Regions from separate parts of the Sus scrofa genome. Here region 2 is linked to region 1. The links are chromatin contacts, called in public HiChIP or PLAC-seq maps. All regions are on one chromosome and are shown on one strand. Each heading gives the region's core, a stretch centred on a gene start, on an enhancer-like site or on the middle of the called end of the contact. The rest is flanking DNA. Distances are from core to core; before and after follow the strand shown.

What was found. HiChIP or PLAC-seq counts read pairs in DNA pulled down with a chosen protein or histone mark.
Region 2: an H3K27ac HiChIP or PLAC-seq map of alveolar macrophages shows a contact between it and region 1. The contact joins two enhancer-like sites. A contact is called at or near these places in 4 of 47 Hi-C or Micro-C datasets (embryonic fibroblasts, psoas muscle and skeletal muscle) and 2 of 2 datasets of contacts at active chromatin or transcription factors (alveolar macrophages and skeletal muscle).

The regions. Positions count from the first base shown.
Region 1 is chr9:88,973,590-88,976,289 of Sscrofa11.1, forward strand. The region is part of intron 2 of LOC110255482 (a long non-coding RNA gene); the gene reads right to left. Among named protein-coding and RNA genes, the nearest start is that of TMEM196, 120 kb to the left of the region's middle. Within about 2 kb of position 1,417, at least 22 of the 83 cell types and tissues checked have an H3K27ac peak or open chromatin away from gene starts, as enhancers often do. A contact at or near this core is called in alveolar macrophages, where this site is marked.
Region 2 is chr9:89,307,499-89,310,198 of Sscrofa11.1, forward strand. The region is part of intron 1 of MACC1 (metastasis-associated in colon cancer protein 1); the gene reads right to left. Among named protein-coding and RNA genes, the nearest start is that of MACC1, 33 kb to the right of the region's middle. Within about 2 kb of position 1,398, at least 5 of the 83 cell types and tissues checked have an H3K27ac peak or open chromatin away from gene starts, as enhancers often do. A contact at or near this core is called in alveolar macrophages, where this site is marked.

The DNA.
Region 1 (2,700 bases), core at 167-2,666:
TTCTATTTGAAAGTTCATCATTTTTTTTTAACTCTCTGGGTCGCCTTATGATTTCCTTAACGTCTTCTTACTTATTTCATTTTTTTCTTACTGTATAAATAAAATGTAATTTTATTAAATCCTGGAAAAATAGGTCACTATGATGGAAAATAGGTTAAAATTGTTTTTAGGGTACTCACAAATAAGCAGGTAAATTTAAGCAGATATTACCAGCAAATGTGCAAAATGACTAAGAAAGAGGACATAACAAGGAAAGTCAACACTTTCTAGGATCCCTAGTGGTGTACTCATCCTGAAATGCCTTGTAAACAAGGTATCTGTTTTGACCATGAGGAATAGAGTATTATTTATATTTATACACTGTTTTCATCCCTTAAAAATATAAGTTCTAATTTTAATGAAACCCTCAAGGTATTCCCTTTTCCAAACAAGAAAATTAACAGTCCAGCATATGGCTTCTTTCTTGTATTGTGCTATTCCATTATCAGTTTTACAAGAGTTCTCCTCAGATAATCCTCAAATCTCCATCATTTGGAGTTGTTGCTTTAAGATATTTAAGTAATTGCTTATGACTGGGTAACACTGTCTAATTCCATGGGATTCACTAGTACTCAGGTAACCATGCAGGGGTCTAAAGCAACCCAGGAACAGAGATACTATGAAATGTGTTTTCAAAGATCGGAGGCCATAGCCTAATGTTATCTCCAGAGAAGGGGTCCAGAGGGAGAGCTTAGTAATTTAAAACAACTGACACCCCATAGTTATCCTTAGAACAGTATATCCTTTTGGACAAATGCCAGAATGTTCTCTGACATGCTTTATATAAAGCCCCCAAACTCCTAGTTCCTAATAAGGTCTGTTCACTAGTTATCATAGATAGATCATTTTCCCCAAACAGTGCTGTTTCCTGCAGATTACTTAAGCATATGCTGATTTATGGCTCTGCTACAAGCAAAATAAAATTCCTTATTTCTTGAATTCAAAACTCCAAAAAGATTATTTTTAAAAAAACAGTATGTTCACATTATGCACTTGTCTAGTCATAAATACATAGTTACACAGTTTCCTAAGCCATTGGCAAAGTTTGTGGCTCTGTACTTACAATAAATTGTGGAATATGCAAATGGACAAAAAGATATATGGGAACGTTCTTCAGGAGAAAAAAAAAAGAGTTGAATGTGATGGTTTGTACATTCTCTTAGGTAAATCATTGAGACTGGTTAATTGTCTTTCTTTTTAAAATCTCCCAAGCATGAAGATAATTTTGAAATTCTGGCCAAATCAGCTATTGCTGGAATTCATAGAACAGATTTGGAGTTACCAATTTAAACTTCATAGTTGACTGAGAATCCAGCTGTGTTGGCTCAGCCAGAGAGTGTAATGGAAGGTTAGACATGTGACATAATCTGACACCACGCAAGAAGGAGTGGAGGGAGGAGAGCCTTCAACAGAGAATAGCTCTTCCACAGACACTGATCAGCAGAGAGGGGGTGATTTTTTTCTCATTGGAAACAGGCTATTGACATGAAAGAAAAAAATTTTGTGTCAATTGTAGAAATAATTGCCTTGCTCTTCAGTTCGCATGGTTTGGGGCAGCCAGCAGCGGACCATAAACCCCATGTCCCAGAGGTGTGAAAAGCTCTCTGCTTTGCACAATGAGCCAAATGGTCAATTAAAGTGAATGTGAGAAGGAGTGATGCCAAATACAAAGGCATTTTCTGTGGTGGCTATTTTTAACTATGTGCAATATCTTTTGACCTATTTCCCCTTGCTTGGCTATCTTCAATGTTCACATTCCTAAGGATGACTCGTCTGAGTACTATGCAGATAGTTTCTTCATTACCAAGTTGGGTAAAAGAAGGTGGGGTAACAACCCTGAAATAAAGGCTTAGCCTTTTGGCAAGCTCACATAGGGCTTGAGGAGTTTACTTGTCTTGCTTTGCTAGTCATGTCTCTTCAGTTTCTTGCCTGGAGATGTCTAGTTCTACTTCTGATGTGCAGTGGTTCTAGGAAGCACTTCTCAACATCATTCATGGGGAAAGAGACCTTTAAATAGAAGTCACCTTCTCCTCTTCCATTTTTTTAAAAATAAAATCACAAATATATTCTAGGAATACTTGATATTCTGGATTCTGCATTCCCCAAATGCCGAAAGGAATCCTGATTCTGAGTGGGCACATATATAAATACACACATCGCCAAACACACATTGTGTACAAGGGTCTAGTGGAGCTGCTTTAAAGGTGAGGATGTAGAATTCCCTCAAGAGGCAAATCTATTATGTCTGTTTAGGTAGTTACCTTGGAACCACATCTTGGAATATGCCCGATGATGTCTCTACTACATCCCCCACTTTATACCCCATGACCAGGAGGGGAAATAGGAGTGTTCCTCCTTGTTTAGGGGCTGAAGGAATGGAGAAGTCAGGAGAGAGGGTTTGCAGTCATGTAAAATCCATCACCATGTATGGAGCTCATACTTCTTTGCGAGAGCTATGTTGACAACCAAAATATTTTTTCCCTGAGGTATCCCACTAACCCCATTTCACCTTGGTACTTGGGTTGATAAGTTAAATGTTGCCAGATTAGTTTGGTGCTGCCAAGGCAATAAAAGAAAGCATCACAATTCCCATTCTATAAAATTCTGGCACATTGTCACATTGTGAGAAAAGATGGGAGCAAGCTCAGGTTCACTTTACCT
Region 2 (2,700 bases), core at 148-2,647, 330 kb after region 1:
TAGGCTGCAGCTGTGGTTCATATTCATTTCCTGGCCCAGGAACTTCCTTATGCCATGAGTATGACCATAAAATTTAATTAAAAAAATTTAAAAAAGAACTTTCCAAATAAACTGTGTTCTCCATCTTCTAAGCAAATAAAAATTGTTCTCTCTTATCATATGTGTAATACATGTGAATGCAGAAGACAATCTTGCCTAATGGGATCTGATATTTTACCCAGATCATAATCGTTTTGCTTTTTACCATTATTTTTCATTATCTATCATTACTTATCATTCATCTTTATAGATTTTAATACACCAACTTCCATCAAGAAATGGATGATATCCAGAAGACAAATATTTTCTCTCTCTTCTAAGGAAGGGATAGGGGATGAGATGGGGAATTTGGGGGGAAAAAACAAAACAAAACTGTATTCTAGGTAACACCTGAGGCATTTTACAAATATGACCACATTCAGTAACCTTTTTAATTGAATCTTAATGATGAATAAGATGAGAACCCTCTGACTGAAAGAGACTAAGTAAATTTCTCAAGGTCCCAACAGCTATTAAGTAGGCTAAGTGAAATTCACATTTATTCTACTAAAATGCCAAGTTAAAATTGGAATAAATGAATGTTTTCATTAACATCCCTTTTGTTATGACATAACTCTTCAACATAAATTCTTGGTTCTGCATATGCCAATTGACCAAAAATTAAGAAAGATATGCCTTAGTCAAGAATTGAATCTCATTACAGATTCATGAAAGAGAATTTCAGAAACCCAAGGCTTGGGATATCACATGTTTCTACTGGAGATAGTAATGAGGGAAAAAGTTAAATTGTTATCTACTGTATCAGTCATTCCTTCATTGGTTTGTCATAATACCAGCATCACCTTACTCTAAGTCAAGATGAAATTCAAAGCAGAACTTGGATCCCGTATTCTAACAAACGTCTGTGACCTTAACGTAGTTTTCTAGACGTTTACCACTCACAGTCATCCCCCAGACAGAGGAAATGACTCATCTATTTTAAAAACTGGAAGTGTTAACGTTAACATAAAATATGTCAAAACACAAAATCTTTATTTATATGTTTCAGGAAGTATGTATTTGTGTTTTTACAACTATAATCGGTTTGCAGGCTTTTAATTCTTGGGTACCCATGTCAAAATTCCAGCAAAAGTAAGCCCATAATTGAAAAATAAATAGATTATCAGCAGAAGGGAGTATTTACTCATGGATTTATATATGAAAATTTAAAACTTTACTTATTTAAAAATGTGCATTTATCACTATACCTCCAAATGTAACATTTCCAAAAATGTTGCAAATGAGAAACCACAAAGTACTTCATTTGATTACTAAGAGTATACGATGAATTGAAAAAATGACTGTGCTACTGTTTCATTTAAAGACTTAGCTATTTTAAGACTCAATTTGAAGGGATCATTGAAATTAAAAGGCAGGCTGACTTCACCATAGTCATTCAGCAGGAAAAAGCCATCTTCATGGTGATGATAGCCATTTACAGTAGGTATTTTTTGATATGATAAAACACAGCATCTCAGAAGACAAAGAAAATAGCTTTAGATGCATGCCTCAAAGTGAAATTCAAAAGGAAAACAAGTCTATTTCAAAAGAAGGGAAAAATGTTTGAGGTCTTGCTTCAAAAGAGATATTTTGCCTTAAACTACTCCCAAAAGGGAAAATGGCTGGCTGATATCCAAAGATGAAGAAACCTCTGGCATTCTTGACCTCAAATATCTTAATGAATGATATACAAAAAGCCGTATGTTATAATGTTCCAATACTAAGATTGCATGCAAGAGAAAGGGATCATCCTGTGAGAGAGAGGGTACACATACAAAATAATCTTTTACTGGAGGCGCACTAGTGCCAAGATCTCACACACAAGGGTCCAAAGCTTGGCTGAATGTAGACAGTATTTAGACATATCCAAAAGTGAAAGCAGGAAAATAAAGACCAAAAAATAATCCTGAAGTTTATGGCCAAAGTACATTGGAAATCAAGGACATAATCTAGAGTTAACACCTGGCAGAAAGAAAAGTAACCCAAGCATGATGTAAGTGAAACAAAACAGTGAAAATGCAGGATTTACAACAAAGGCTGTCTTCCTGGCTTGCTTTTACTGGCTGTATATTAGCGAATGTGGAGGTATGTTGGATCTGACCTTAAAGCAATGGGATCTTGGAAGATAATAGGTCTAAATATACTTTGTTGGACATCCCGTAACAACTGGCGAGGCATTTCTTATTCTTGGTTTTTCTTTTCCTTTCTTTTGCTTTCTTTATTTTTCTGTAAAACCTATCTTAGTTAATGATACCACCATTCTATCCTTTGAGCAACCTTTCCCCATCTTGATTCTTCCTCCTGCTATTGTACCCAACATTTGTCTTTAAAGGGACTCAGTATTTTTCAATTTAAGCATGTTTTAAAGGGAGTTTCCTGGTGGCTCAGTGGGTTAAGGACCTGGCATTGTCACTGCTGTAACATGGGTATGATCCATGACCCAGGAATTTCTACACACTGAGGATATAGCAAATAAATAAATAAGCTTAAAAGGAAATCTCCATATTATTAAAATAGAAAACTTACATCAGTTACTATAAAAGAAATTTTTTTTTTTGTCTTTTGTCTTTTTAGGGCTGCACCCACAGCATATGGAGGTCTAATCAGAGCTGCAGCTGCTGG